Linked DNA regions of Mus musculus: region 2 is linked to region 1. Evidence: chromatin contacts called from public HiChIP or PLAC-seq data. All regions are on one chromosome and are shown on one strand. Each heading gives the region's core, a stretch centred on a gene start, on an enhancer-like site or on the middle of the called end of the contact. The rest is flanking DNA. Distances are from core to core; before and after follow the strand shown.

What was found. HiChIP or PLAC-seq counts read pairs in DNA pulled down with a chosen protein or histone mark.
Region 2: a contact with region 1 is called in a FOXA1 HiChIP or PLAC-seq map of pancreatic cancer cells. The contact joins two enhancer-like sites. A contact is called at or near these places in 6 of 39 promoter capture datasets (the 3T3-L1 cell line, 3T3-L1-derived adipocytes, the HPC-7 cell line and 3 more), 1 of 484 Hi-C or Micro-C datasets (morula) and 2 of 115 datasets of contacts at active chromatin or transcription factors (cardiomyocytes and pancreatic cancer cells).

What each region holds. Positions count from the first base shown.
Region 1 is chr5:73,398,861-73,405,828 of GRCm38.p6, forward strand. No RefSeq gene overlaps it. Among named protein-coding and RNA genes, the nearest start is that of Cwh43, 3.7 kb to the right of the region's middle. Within about 2 kb of position 2,636, at least 73 of the 459 cell types and tissues checked have an H3K27ac peak or open chromatin away from gene starts, as enhancers often do. A contact at or near this core is called in pancreatic cancer cells, where this site is marked.
Region 2 is chr5:73,554,744-73,561,711 of GRCm38.p6, forward strand. Dcun1d4 (DCN1, defective in cullin neddylation 1, domain containing 4 (S. cerevisiae)) reads left to right here. Exons shown (of 11, transcript NM_178896.5): 9 at 616-720; 10 at 2,511-2,613; 11 at 2,889-6,051. The coding sequence ends at 2,944. Among named protein-coding and RNA genes, the nearest start is that of Dcun1d4, 67 kb to the left of the region's middle. Within about 2 kb of position 4,243, at least 26 of the 459 cell types and tissues checked have an H3K27ac peak or open chromatin away from gene starts, as enhancers often do. A contact at or near this core is called in pancreatic cancer cells, where this site is marked.

The sequences.
Region 1 (6,968 bases), core at 1,386-3,885:
CAGATGTTAGTCATTGCAGACCAGGAACTGATCCCTTTCTCTGGTAGTGTGGATATTTTCATAAACCAAATGAGCCTGAACTGCCATGGTGGTAGTGGAGGAGGTGGTGGAGGTGGAGGAGGTGGTGGAGGTGGAGCAGGTGGTGGAGGTGGAGGTGGAGGTGGAGGAGGTGGGGATGGAGGAGGTGGAGGTGGAGGAGGTGGTGGAGGTGGAGGGGGTGGGAGTGGAGGTGGAGGTAGAGGAGGTGGAGGTGGAGGAGGTGGAGGTGGAGGTGGAGGTGGAGGAGGTGGTGGAGGTGGAGGTGGAGGAGGTGGTGGAAGTGGAGGTAGAGGTGGAGGGGGTGGGAGTGGAGGTGGAGGTAGAGGAGGTGGAGGTGGAGGAGGTGGAGGAGGTGGAGGTGGAGGAGGTGGAGGTGGAGGTGGAGGAGGTGATGGAGGAGGTGGTGGAGGTGGAGCAGGTGGAGGAGGAGGTGGAGGAGGTGGAGGTGGAGGAGGTGGTGGAGGTGGAGCAGGTGGAGGAGGAGGTGGAGGAGGTGGAGGTGGAGGAGGTGGTGGAGGTGGAGCAGATGGAGGAGGAGGTGGAGGAGGTGGAGGTGGAGGTGGAGGAGGTGGTGGAGGTGGAGATGGAGGTGATGGAGGAGGTGGAGGAGGAGGTGGTGGAGGAGGTGGAGGTGGATGGTTCTTCTCAGCACACCTCTTTAAGGAAGAGCTTTTCTTATTCTCACCAGGAGATCAGATCTTTATCACAACAGGCAGTGTTAGGTAATGCCAGAGATCCTCGTTTTACGATAAAACGAAAAACAGTCTCATCGTGTTCTGACTGAACTCCGCGTGGTCATGCTCTATAAAACGAGGGGACAGAGGGGACGAGGAAGCAGCTGGCACGACTGTGAGGGACTTCATTCATTTCCAGGTAATGTAAGAATGTCAATGACAGCTTCAGGGTGGAAAAGAGATCCCACCAAAAAAGTGAGGTGCTAAGGCCTTTGGAATTTAAATATGAGCCAAACCTATTATAAATATGAAAATGGAGGTAGTAGTTGCAATGGCAAGCTGACATCATTGCATGCACACTGTGCAGGCGAGGCTGAGCATGGCTTTATCAGTATCCAAATAACTCATATCCTGTGTGTTGGGTGTAAACATTTTATAATCTCTGTAATTAAAAAGCAATAAGATTGGTGGAGAGCCAGGTAATTAAAACTTCCTATGAGCCCTCTATTGATCATATGATTTCCTAGTAAGGAAATTAGAAGCAGCTTCATAATTAACTCGCTATGGATACATTAACTCAACTCCACATTAAAGGGGCACAGGAGAGCCTCAGGAGCCTCGGGGAACTTTCCCACTGTGCCATGCAGGACCAGACTGGAAACGCAGAACAGTCTAGAGTGGGATGCTGCTCTCTCTGGAGACTGATGGGGGCCGATGATGAAACCCTTCCTTGTATGCCGAGTGCTGGTGTGGAATCTGTAGTTGGGAGAATGCCAACGAGATTACAGAAAGCCTCAAGAAGGCAATTAAAATACTCTCAGGACAGAGCTGTCACTGTTAAGTTGCCAGCCTTGTCTCTAAGACCTCCCCTGCACTAGGCCAAACATCATGGCAGCTTAACAAAAGACCTCCCCCTCCACCCCCCCCAGTATTGTGAGTTCTGTGAACACCACAACCGGCACCACACTGAAGGCCTTAGCTTTTTATCTATTTAAACCTCAAAATAAGTCTCTATAAAGTAGACTTTTGTAGCAGAGATGGATAGCTGCTCACCAAGATCTCCCGTCATCGAAGGACTGCATTTTCCAGACACACCTATGGTGAGCTGCAGTCAGAGTGCTAAAGAAAATGAAGTAAGACAGAAGGCCAATTGCAACAAAAGCAAGTTAGATACTGAAAAAGAAACTAACTTTATAATGGACTAGCAAAGCACTGCACAGACACACACTCTCAATTAGACCTGTGTGGTTTTTGTTTCCAGCATATGAAAACTGCTCTTCCGTTGTCAACTGGACTGGACTCAAGAGCCACCCAGGAAAGTTTACCTCAAGGAGTGTCCACGAGGGTGTTTCCGAGGTTTAAATGGGGAGGGAAGACTCACCCTAAATGTGGGCGGCACTGTCCCCTGGGCTCTACTCCTTTTTTTTAGATTTATTTATTATTATACATAAGTCCACTGTAGTTGTCTTCAGATGCACCAGAAGAAGGCATCAGATCTCATGGATGGTTGTGAGCCACCATGTGGTTGCTGGGATTTGAACTCAGGACCTTCGGAAGAGCAGTCGGTGCTCTTACCACAGTGAGCCATCTCACCAGCCCTGGGGCTCTACTCTTGGACTGAATAGAAAGGAGAAAGGGAGGAAGGTGCCCTTTTGTTTCTTTCTGCTTCCCGACTGTGCATGCAGTATAGCAGGAAGACCTTCCCTGTTGCCAGACCTCTCCTGCCGTCGTGGACTGTACCCTTAACTTCAGATTATCAGCCCTAGTAAACCTTTCCTTCCTTTCTTCAGTTGCTTTTGCCAGGTACAGTGAGAAGTGCAATCAATCCAGAGAGAAACAGGGAGGCACCCAGGCAGGAGAGTGCAGGGTCTGATGTCTTTTCTTCATTTGCTGGCGTTCAGACTGCAGCCTCGCCCAAAACACTTGAAAGTGTTTTGGAGATCCTCACCCTATGTGATTCATGAACTTAGCATCCCGTGGGCAGGGAAGTGCTGCCAGCACACTGACAGTCGGGAAGTTGCCAGTCACAAGTTAATTTTAGAAGTGTCATCTACTCTATGAGAAACTGGATTCACCAACCCACTTCCTTCTCCACCTATATGAACCCCCCCCCCCGTAACCTCTAAGCCACTCTCAGTCACTTTCAATTTGCCTACTCAGAATATTTCTCGTAAACAGGATTGTACAATTTTTTTTTTAATGACTGGCTCCTTTCTCTTAACACAGTGTCTAGAGTGAACTGTGCCATCGTATGTAGCAATACCTTTTCATTGCTGAATGCTGTTCTATTGAATGTAAATAACACTATAATCAGGGCTTATGCATTTGGACTGCTTCTCTTTAGGGCTGTTAGAAGCACTGCTGCTTCAAGCATCTGTGCATGGGGTTTGTACATTGCCCGCCCCCCCCATACCTATACCTTGGAGTGCAATGGTTGGCTCATACAGTACCTCTGTATTTAACTCTTTGAGGAACCGATAGAACGTTTTCCAACATAGCTGCACCACGTTCTGCCCCCTCCAGCACAGTCTTCACATCCTTGTCAACATGTTAGCATCCGATTTTTTAAAAAATAAAAAAATCAGAATTCCATAGTGAGTGTGAAGTGAATTTCTCCTATGTAATTATCTTTAACATTGATGTTCACTGAGCTGCTGTGTATCTTTCTGGTGATGGTGGTGGTGGTGGTGGTGGTGGTGGTGGAATTTCTTTCATTTCTTTTGTTTATCTTAAACATTAGTTGTTGTTGTTTTAACTTTTGCCTTCTAAAGGCTCATATTACTCAGTTTGGCTTTGGACTCGCTACATAGCTGAGAATGACCTTGAAATCCTTGTCCTTCTGCCTCTCCTCCCAAGTGCAGGGATTACAAATGCGTGCTACCACAACCTGCTAATACTTTTAAAATACAGGCAGTACACCAGGAGTCTCATCATATTCAATTGAGGTAAAAGTTGCCATTAAGTTTATCTTCTCAAAGGGCGAAGTCAAATGGCTTTGTGTATTTATTATGTATCTGGCAGCACAGCTAAACTCCAAAATATTTTCTTTTTTCTTTTTTTTTTAAAGATTTATTTATTTATTATTATATGTAAGTACACTGTAGCTGTCTTCAGACACACCAGAAGAGGGAGTCAGATCTTGTTACGGATGGTTGTGAGCCACCATGTGGTTGCTGGGATTTGAACTCTGGACCTTCAGAAGAGCAGTCGGGTGCTCTTACCCACTGAGACATCTCACCAGCCCCCTCCAAAATATTTTCATCACCCCTGTCTTAGGGTTTCCATTGCTGTGAACAGACACCGTGACCAAGGCAAGTCTTACAAAGGACAATATTTAATTGGGGCTGGCTTACAGGTTCAGAGGTTCAGTCCATTATCATCATGGCAGGAAGCATGGCAGTGTCCAGGCAGGCATGGCGCTGGAGGAGGTGCGAATTCTACATTTTGTTCCGAAGGCAACCAGAAGACTGGCATCCTCAGGCAGCTAGGAGGAAGACCTCTTCCGAAATGGGTGGAGCCTGAGCATAGGAGGAGACCTCCAGAGCCCACCTCCACAGTGACAGACACACCTCCTCCAACAAGGCCACACCTCCTAACAGTACCATTCCCTATGGGCCAAGCATATTCAAATTACCACACTCCCTAAAAGAAAAGCCTCACCTATTGAGCAGTTACTTCCTGGTCTCCCCCTTTCCCAGTTACCACCACAGTACTTTCTGCCTTTAAGGGATTCTCTGCTTAGATAGTTCATAAAAGTGAGTCCAGGCAATCACATGTGTCCTGTGATGGGATACTTTCCAGTTAGAGCTTGTACCCGTCACGGCTTCATTTCTTTTTATGACCGAATAACACTCCACCACCCAGCTACGAATCCAGCCAGTCCTGAAGGGGGACTTGAGGCTAACTCTGAGAGCACTCTGGCAGTGGATGACTGCAGAGTTGCAGGGGAGAGAGGTCAGCCTTTGCTTGCCATGTGTTGGCAATTCCCCACGCTGGAACGGAGAGTCGGCTCATTCAAAATCACCGCCCTGGGAGTCAACACTTTTTCAGACCGAGAAGATTATACACCGGAGGAAAACTTGCACTGAGTTGATGGCGGGTTTTCTATGAGATGCCATCTCGGAGTAGGATCATGAGAAGTCAATGGAAGGGCAAAAAAGATCACTCAAGCATCCCTGTCTGCTCTCTAGTCTAAAAGAGCAACCAATACCACCAACACCTTTTCTAAAACTACATCCTATTTTCACTACACTGCCCAAGGACTCCTGCCCATGGCCAGAGGTGGAAGGCCATGTGCTCATTGTATGAGTCTATCTATGCAAAACAGTAGGAAAACTTACAGATAGCTTTCAGTAAGTCAGAAGGAGGAAGCAGGGCAAACATCTCAGTAAGTGGAGATGGACCCCGACTACGCTCAGCTCTCCTTTCACTCTCTTCAAAGATATTTTATTATATTTTTTATGTGGTGTGTGTGTGAGAGAGAGAGAGGGAGAGAGAGAGGGGGGAGAGAGAAGAGAGGGAGAGAGAGGGGAGAGTGAGGGGAGAGAGAGGAGAGAGGGAGAGAGAGGGGGAGAGAGGGAGAGAGAGGGAGAGAAAGGAGAGAGAGAAAGAGAGGGGGGAGAGAGGGAGAGGGGGGGGGAGAGATATTGAGAAAGCACCAACATCTCATCAAGAGTGTGGAAGTCAGAGAGCATCTTGTTAAGAGTCAGTTTCCTTTTCAATGATGTGGATCCCAAAGATGGCCTCAGGCCGTCAAACCTAGTGGCAAGAACCTTTATCTACTGAGCACTCTCACCAGCCCTCTTTTCAGTCTTTTGAAGCAAAAATATTTCCATTTTTTTTCTTGGTTCATTTTTGTTTATTTTTGAGATGAAGGTTTGCTTTGTTGCAAAGGCAGGCTCAGACCTCCTGGGCTAATGATCTTCCCTTCAGCCTCCCTAGCTACCTCCTCCCCCCACCATAGGGGCACGCTGCTGCACCTGGCTGAAAGCTTTTAATCTCAGAGGACATCCGTTTATGTATCATTTCTCTCTTGTCTCTTACGCTTTTGATGCTGGACTGAGAATCTATTGCCAAGAGTTAAAACCACGAAGATCTATTCTCTTTCTTTCGATATTTTTTTCTTTAAAAGCATCCACGGCTTGATGTAGTCTTCTGATCTTTGTATTAGTTTGTGCTTCTGTTGCTGTGATAGAACATCACGGAAACAGTCAAGGAAGAGTTTATTTGGGTTTGCAGTTCCAGAGTGAGAGCCCATCAAAGGAGGACTTGTGGCGGGGAAGCCAGAGTGAAAACCGCAGAGAGCACATCTTCAACAGAAATCATGAAGCAGAGAGAGCAATCTGCATGTCTGGAGATGCCCACCCCCAGTGATGCTCTTCCCCCCAGGAAGGCTGTACCATCTCCCAAAACAGCGCCACCCACTGGTGACCAAGTATTCAAATATCTGTGATTGGGGGGAACGTTTTCATTCAAACAACTACAGAGCCTCTTTGAGTTGGTGCTCGAACTTGTGTGGAGTAGGGCTTCGACTTGATCCTTTCCCACTTGGGTAGTTAATTTTTCCTGTGGTCATTTGCTGGGAAAAGTTTTCCTTGTCCTGTGTAACTGTCTTGTTAAGGTTATTTAAAAAAAAAAAATCACTTGATGTCAGGTGATAGGGTTCTAGAGGGTCTGTTTTATTCTGTAAAAGTATCCATCTGTCTCTGTGCTCAAAAAGCGACCAGGAACTCTTAGTTCAAGGCTGCTGTGGATTTGTAACCACGAGCATTTTGAGCTATTTCTTAAAATTTAGGCACCCCCACCATAGTTCACTCTGATATTTACTTTGGTTTTTTTTTTTTTTTTGGTTTTTTGTTTTGTTTTGTTTTGTTTTTTGGTTTTTGAGACAGGGTTTCTCTGTATAGCCCTGGCTGTCCTGGACCTCACTTTGTAGACCAGGCTGGCCTCGAACTCAGAAATCTGCCTGCCTCTGCCTCCCGAGTGCTGGGATTAAAGGCGTGCGCCACCACGGTTTTTCTCCACTCTGATATTTACAAGCTCCCCCACTTCTGTTGGTTTTTGAGATGACACTGACAGTTCCTGAGTTGTGTTTACTACCAAAGCAAAAAAAAAAAAAAAAAAAAAAAAGGTAAGGGGTAGGTGTGAAGTCACCTTGGACTGAAGATGGAGGCTCCCATTACTCCCTGCTTCAGAGCGAGTCTCCAGCTCTCTTCTCAGACTCAAGCCCCAGCATCTGGGAATCCAACCTGCTCA
Region 2 (6,968 bases), core at 2,993-5,492, 160 kb after region 1:
AGGTGTAGGACACGCCAGGGAAGGCAGCATAAAGAGACACAGCCCCTGCTTCCTTCCCTAAGGCGGCGGCTGGTGAACGCGTCTTCTGACTAGGAGATGCTCCCGGGCTCCAGACCTTCCTAGGAGCTGAATTTAGTTCCAGTGTATTTAGGTAGAAGAAAAATATTTACCACACAAAATAAAGCTGTTGGGAAAATGAGTCTCTGGGGAAACCAATTCAAAGTACTCAAAAGCAGACTACTTGAATCCACTGAGTTCACTGCGGGGTTCCGGTCAGCAGTTGTAACTCTGGTAATTATCATAATGTAAAACAAGCAGGCCATGGTTTTTATTTGCCCAGAAATGATTGTACATAGTACTGCATGATCGATAGGCATTAGGATAAAGTTATTCCCTTGGCATCAGTCTTTCTCAAAATAAATGTATATGTGACACTCAACTGTTAGGTCTCCCATTGTGTCTTGGCTGCCATCTTAGTCCCTTCAGGGTTCAATGACGCATAATAACTGAGCTGTGTGTTTACCAACCTCTTGCTGAAGTGAACTACATGTTTGGTTTATTAGAGTGTGTGACTTAGAAGCATCTGGCTTACTTTTGTTTTTGTTTGTTAAACAGGAAAAGGACCAGCGCAGCCTAGACATAAACACTGCCAAGTGCATGTTGGGACTGTTATTAGGAAAAATCTGGCCCCTTTTTCCAGTTTTTCACCAATTCTTAGAGGTACCAAGTTACTACTTTATGAAATGTTATGTTTGCTTGCTTAGAACTAACACATACTTCATCTAACCATGTTATGTAATTTTTTATTTGCCGTAGCTTTTTACTCATTGGAATTGTGATTCCCTGATTGCTGTCTGTCAGTGACTGCATGTTTTGGAGTGTGTCTGTGTGTTCCTGTCAAATTGTGTGTCTGAACAGCCACAGCACTCCCTCTGTCCTCCCGACCCCATGGAGATCCCACTGGCTCTGGACTCCCAGTTCTTTGTAGCAACAGAACTCGGGGTTACTTTGAGATGAATGTCCAGTCTTATGCCAACATTAAACACGAGCCATCTGCCTCTCACCAGAACTAGTTTCTAATCTATTTGTAGTCCCAGTGCCTGGCGGAGTGCTTGGATAGATAGCCCTGAGCACTGGATTAGGCACACTGGCAGTGTTCTCTTCAGTTTAAATGTGCTTAGCCTAGAGTCAGAAACAACTAGCTTTCACTACATTGTTGCTGTTTGCTTTCATGGTGGTCAAAATTTGGAGCCACCAATTATTAGCAGTGGTTTTGTTGAAACATCCTTTTGCAGAGCCTGAATGAAGCAGAGACTAAGTTGCTTTGACTGCCTGAGTGTGGCATCTGCTTTGCCCACCTCCTACTGAAACATGGCCTTGCTTTTCAAGGATTGGTGTAGGATTTTGCGAGAATCCTGTGCCTTGTCCAACTCAATTCCCACTTGAAATAAACTTTCTTACTACTTGCTTTATGTAGTGGTCCAAAAGACAACTGATGTTATTCTTGTTACTAGAAACTACTTGTAAGGTTAACTGGAACTCTGTAAAAAGCTAATACAAGCTGCTTATTAATACAAGTACTTGTTGGCAGGATGGTCTGCTCTACCTATGATCCGTTCTAGCTTCTAACAGTCCCATGACATAAGCCGTCACTATTGGACAGGATTGGAAACAGGTTCTTGTACACAGGGAGTGTAGTAGGATTTGAACCGCCAGGTGAAGGGTCCTTTGACTAAAAGATGGGGCTGTGAGTAAATTTGACAGTCCCTATTCCCAGGGACTTAACTGGCTGTTTTGAAACTTCTAAAGCTTTTATGCTTCAGAAGTTGAAGTCTGTGCTTTGCTCTCATGTCAGTTTGTAGTTTTTCTTTGAGAAGGAGGGTAGCAACCCTTCCATTCCAGCCTGTCTTGTGCCTGCATCCTCAAAACCATTGGCTTGACTCTTTGCATATATTTAAACTGGTTTTGATATTTATTTATTTATTTATTTATTTATTTATTTAATTGCCATAAGGACTTTTAAAATGTCAGCTCTGGATTTTGCTTTTAAATTTCTAGGCTATTGTATTCATCTACCTGTAGCAGATTTCTTGTCTAAGGGTGATAGACAACCACTTCATGTTTTTTCCAGTTTTTCCTGAGAGTCATAGCAAGAGTTCTCAGCTCTGGGCCACTGGCAGCATTTCCATAGTCCCCAGCAAGTGGCTGCCTGGTTAGCATTTACTGTGTGCCCAGTACTGGATGAAGCACTGTCTGTAAACCGGGTAGTCCTGTGGTTTAACCCTTGCAGCACTGCTGCCCAGCGGGTGCTGCCACTGGCTTAGAGGCGACCTTACAGTGATAATGAATTGAAAACATTGCCATTTTAAATTGCTTGCCCGTCGATCTTCCTAGATTGGTGCTTCAGTTGAGCTAACCCTGCATGCGCTTTCTTAAGTTGACTCATACAGAAACTGAAACCGTCCCCCTTGTTTGTGTCATTAACCGTATCACTTCCCTCCCCCCACCAGCAATCAAAATACAAAGTGATAAACAAAGACCAGTGGTGCAATGTTCTGGAGTTCAGCAGAACGATTAGTCTCGACCTCAGCAACTACGATGAAGACGGAGCATGTGAGTACTGGGTGCTGAGTGAGTACTGGGTGCTGAGTGATCTCTCCTTCCTCCCCCACTCATTCACTGTACACTTCTCTCCCGGAACAGCCTCTGAGCCCATGGCTTTTCTTCTGCCCCTCACCTCTCCCTCCACCTTCCTCTTCTTCTCCCTCTCCTTTCCTCTTTTTCCTTCTCTTCCTTCCAGTTGACCCTCGGTCCCCATGGGTGTTGGCCACATGCTGAGCCTCTGAAGCCTCTCCAGGCCTCATGTTGTTTGTTCTTTGTCTCTCCAGGGCCAGTTTTGTTGGACGAATTTGTGGAATGGTATAAAGACAAGCAGATGTCCTAGGACCTTATGCCTGGCAGCGAGAGTCACTGTTCCCACGGTTATGTCACCCATTAGCCATAAACTGCTGTCTGTATGGAAGCGCATGCTGCTTTTCTTGCACCGCCAGCCTCTTGCAGGCAGGCGTGTCTCGGTGTTTGCTATTGAATGGGCCGCCCTGCTTGATGTAGCATTGTTCTCTTGGAGGCTGCTCTGCAGTTCGTTTTCACACTACAGATTGGTGAATTTGCCAACGTCCTCACTGTGATTATGTGTATATTGCTGTTTAAATTTTGTATATGTGTATAAAATGAAAAGCTTCACCTAGAGATTATTTCTGCAAAAATGTATTGTAAAAATAATTTTGTGGCATATTTTTGGTCCCCCCCTTTTTTTTTCAAATGAACCAGTTATACTTTATTTGGTCTCAAATTTCAGAAAACATAACTGTCCCCGTAAGCAAGTATTGCCAGAATTAACCTCATTGCTTAAGAGGCCAACTTCTGGAAGAAGTAGGAGCCATGACTTACTGTGGCATAAGCCAAATATGACTTGGTTTCCTTGACAACTTTGGTATTTTAAAGTGACAAAAGTTATTTATTTGAGTGCACAAACAGCTGACACGCTACAAAGCATTTCTAACACAAAACGTACAGGTTTATGGTGTTTTTTCCCTTCCTCTTCCTCCTCTCCTCCTTAAATTGCTCCTTATTTTAAATCGAAGCTTACGTTTCCATAAACCTTCCTCTGTTTCCCTGCTTTGTGTTCCTCTAGCAGTGCTTGGTCTGCTGAAGCTCTCTGTGCCACTGTGCAAACCGTCCTTTGCCACCCACCCTCATGAGCCTCCTGGTTTGCTGGCGGCATGACTGCAAAGCACTTTGAACTATGCTTGAGATTTTAGTTACTCTTTCATGGTGTCTGTAATACCCTAGGGCTTTGGAGTTGTTTGTTTGTTTTTGTTTTTAAACCACAAGTGAGAGCTGTTTGTTTCCTGTCTTTGTTTCACCCGTGCTGGGCTTCTCCTGGCCACGCGTCCATTGCAGGCAGTGGACTGAAACCACCAGCATCGAGCTAACCCTGTTCACACTGGGACCTTTCTCGGAGGGGCCGCTTGCCATTCCCTGAGTCACAGGTACAGAAGGGTGGTAGTAGCCATTATGTGGATGAGAAACCAGAGCCAACACAGCAGTAGTTGTGAGTTTGTACCTTATGTCTTACGTTTAAGGTTTGCATCTGCTTGCTTGCTTGCCTTGCCCCTCGTGCAGAAGTACACAGTTAACAGGTTTCCCCAACCATGTGGTGCTATGACTCACTCGGTCCCTGAAGTCTGTGAAAACACATCTAAGATTTAACCCAGGAAAGAGCTAATGGCTGGTTTGCTGGGTAAATGGTATAGAGGGATCCGTGCCTGCCCAGGCAGGTGATGGCTACAAGATGGTGGGGTTATTGGCCAAAAAAGAAAAGAGTCTTCTCCATTCAGTGTGAACCTTTAAATGGCATTAAATGAGCAGAGCACAGAGACAGTGCTACCCTGACCGCTGTTTCACAGTTCCTTTTCAAAGTGTTGCTATTTTCATATATTTCTTTCCCTGATTGAACCACCAAAGACAGAAATGTTATATGTATATATCGTGTGCGTGCATATGCAAAATCATGATGTGGTGGAATGCAAATACTTGCCTTTTTCTACCAAATAATGAGGTTTGGTTTGCTGTGAAATAAATCAGAAGTTTAAAAAGACCAACAACCCGATATTGCTTTAGCATAACCATCCTTTGTCTGTAGTCTCACTTATGAATTAGTATATGAACACAATGTAAACTTCTTGGAAAAAACCACAGCTTTTGAGACTGCTCTATGAAAGGCATTCCAGTGCATACAGGTGTGTGGCGCTGGGGACTGCTAAGACAGGCACAGCTCTGCAGAGGAGGATCCCTTTTCAGGTGGTCCCACGGTTAAAGAATCATTCTCTCAGGGTGACTGTTGTTGAGGTAGGTCAGCTGTCGATTGTCTCGATGCAAAGAAGGATCATAGATGGGATTGTTTTAAATGCTGTGTGAGAATCTAGAGAGTGTTTGAAACACTAAGCACAGTGAACCTGCGAGTAAAGGTGGTTACCAACATGAGAAATTCCATTTTATCTTCCGTGAACATTTTGATAATAGAGACTCAAGTAAAAACCACCGTGATGACTAGGATGGAAGTCGGCATTCCAGAGGGGATGACCAATATTTACAACTCCAGATAATCTCTGAACTGCCTCAAGAAACAAACCACCGTGACTGTGGCTTGCCTTTGGATTTCTCGATTTTACAGAGCTATTATTAAGGGGACCCCTTTTCTTGAAGAATCGCCAAGTTACGCAAGTTGAACGATCATCAAGAGCACTTATGGCTACCATTGGAAGAAGCCCGGGCGCCTTCGGTTCTCCAGTACCTGAGCCCCAGCCACCCTTCCTCCCTTCACTTGTGTTTCAGGGTGCGGCAACATCCTCTTGTTGGGGAATGCAGCTTGCAGCCGTTTACACTGCACTGGGTAGAAGTTATCTAGCAAGATGTGCTGGATAGCCATGGTAGCCTTTGGCGTGCCCCTTTTGAAGCATGAACTCTTGTGTTCAGTCTTTCTAACTGATTAGACAAACCTCTAGATTCTGGTTTAACAGATTTCTGCTGCCTCTGTCTCCATCCTAACCATACTTTTGAAGTTTATACAGAAAGCTTTAAGAGTTTAGTTTGTGCCCTTGGTTTTTATTTTTACAACTGCTAAAATACCTCTGTAAGCCTTATCCTTTATCCTTTCATAGTTGTATAAAATTGTATAGAATTCATTCACCAACTGAAATGTTGGATATCTGTAAATGAGACCAAAATGTGGGTTGCTTTTTTTCATAAAATAATTTCTATTGGGCGTTGCTGTGACATGAACAGCAGCCAGCCTATTAACTGTGAATGCCTTGTGTCGTCAGTATTTGCATTACATTCATAAAAGTGTGCAAGTCCTGTGACTCCCAGCTTAACTAAATACTGTTATGCCACTTAACGAGCACAGCAAACTGGTTTAAGTTTCAATGAAATTGATGTAAAATGATAGCCCATAAATAAACAGATATTTGTGTTTGGTTTCAGAACTGATTTGTGGGGTCTTTGTACTCTGGGTTTCTCTGCCAAAACCATTTTTAAAGTACTTTTTTAAAAAATTTAAATGTTTTATCCTTTGCCTTTCAGCCTGTTCTATTAAAAAAAAATCTTACAGGTTCAGGGGGGAAATGCAAGAGTAATCCAATGAATATGTATATTCCTGTAACATAGACACACCTTAGGGCATTTCCTGGGTGGGGGCAGGGGAGGAAGACAGACAGATACTACTTCATTTTCTGAATCGTTTGACACTGAATTACATTATGACACAGCATACTGACCTTTTAGAATGAGATAGAATCTATTCATGGTGACACTATGCAGTGGTCACACTCAAGAATTTCAGCAATGGTAATGTTACTTGATACACAAAATTAAAATCTGCCTAATTGTATCAATAATAGGTATTTTATTTCCCAACCAAGGATAAGAATTTTATAAGAATGTTTCCGTGTAGAGCATCTTAAAAGTCTTGGCAAGGACAGTTTAGGCACTCATCGAGTTGTGGTGACAGAATGATTTGTTACCATCGACTCTATTGTGCTTTTCTAAACATTGAATGCTAATGCTAAGTGATCATAAGCCAAGAGCTAGGCAACCATTTTACTACCCATAAGGGTACTGTGCAGGAAGCTGTGTGTACCGGCCTGCTTTCTGCTCTGTGTCCCATATTAGAATGTGAGCTGAGGAGAGGGCCTTTGACCCATCCTGGAAGACTAGAACGTGTATGGGGAAGGAAGTCATAGTTACTAGTCTGGCAAAGCACTGTCAACATGTAAGTTAATCTGGGAAGATATGGATGTAAAAATGAGAAAGGCCAGTGTCTTATGGTTTACATTGCCATGTAGAGACACCATGACCATGGCAACTCTCTATATAAAGGACAACAATTAACTGGGCTTGGTTTACAG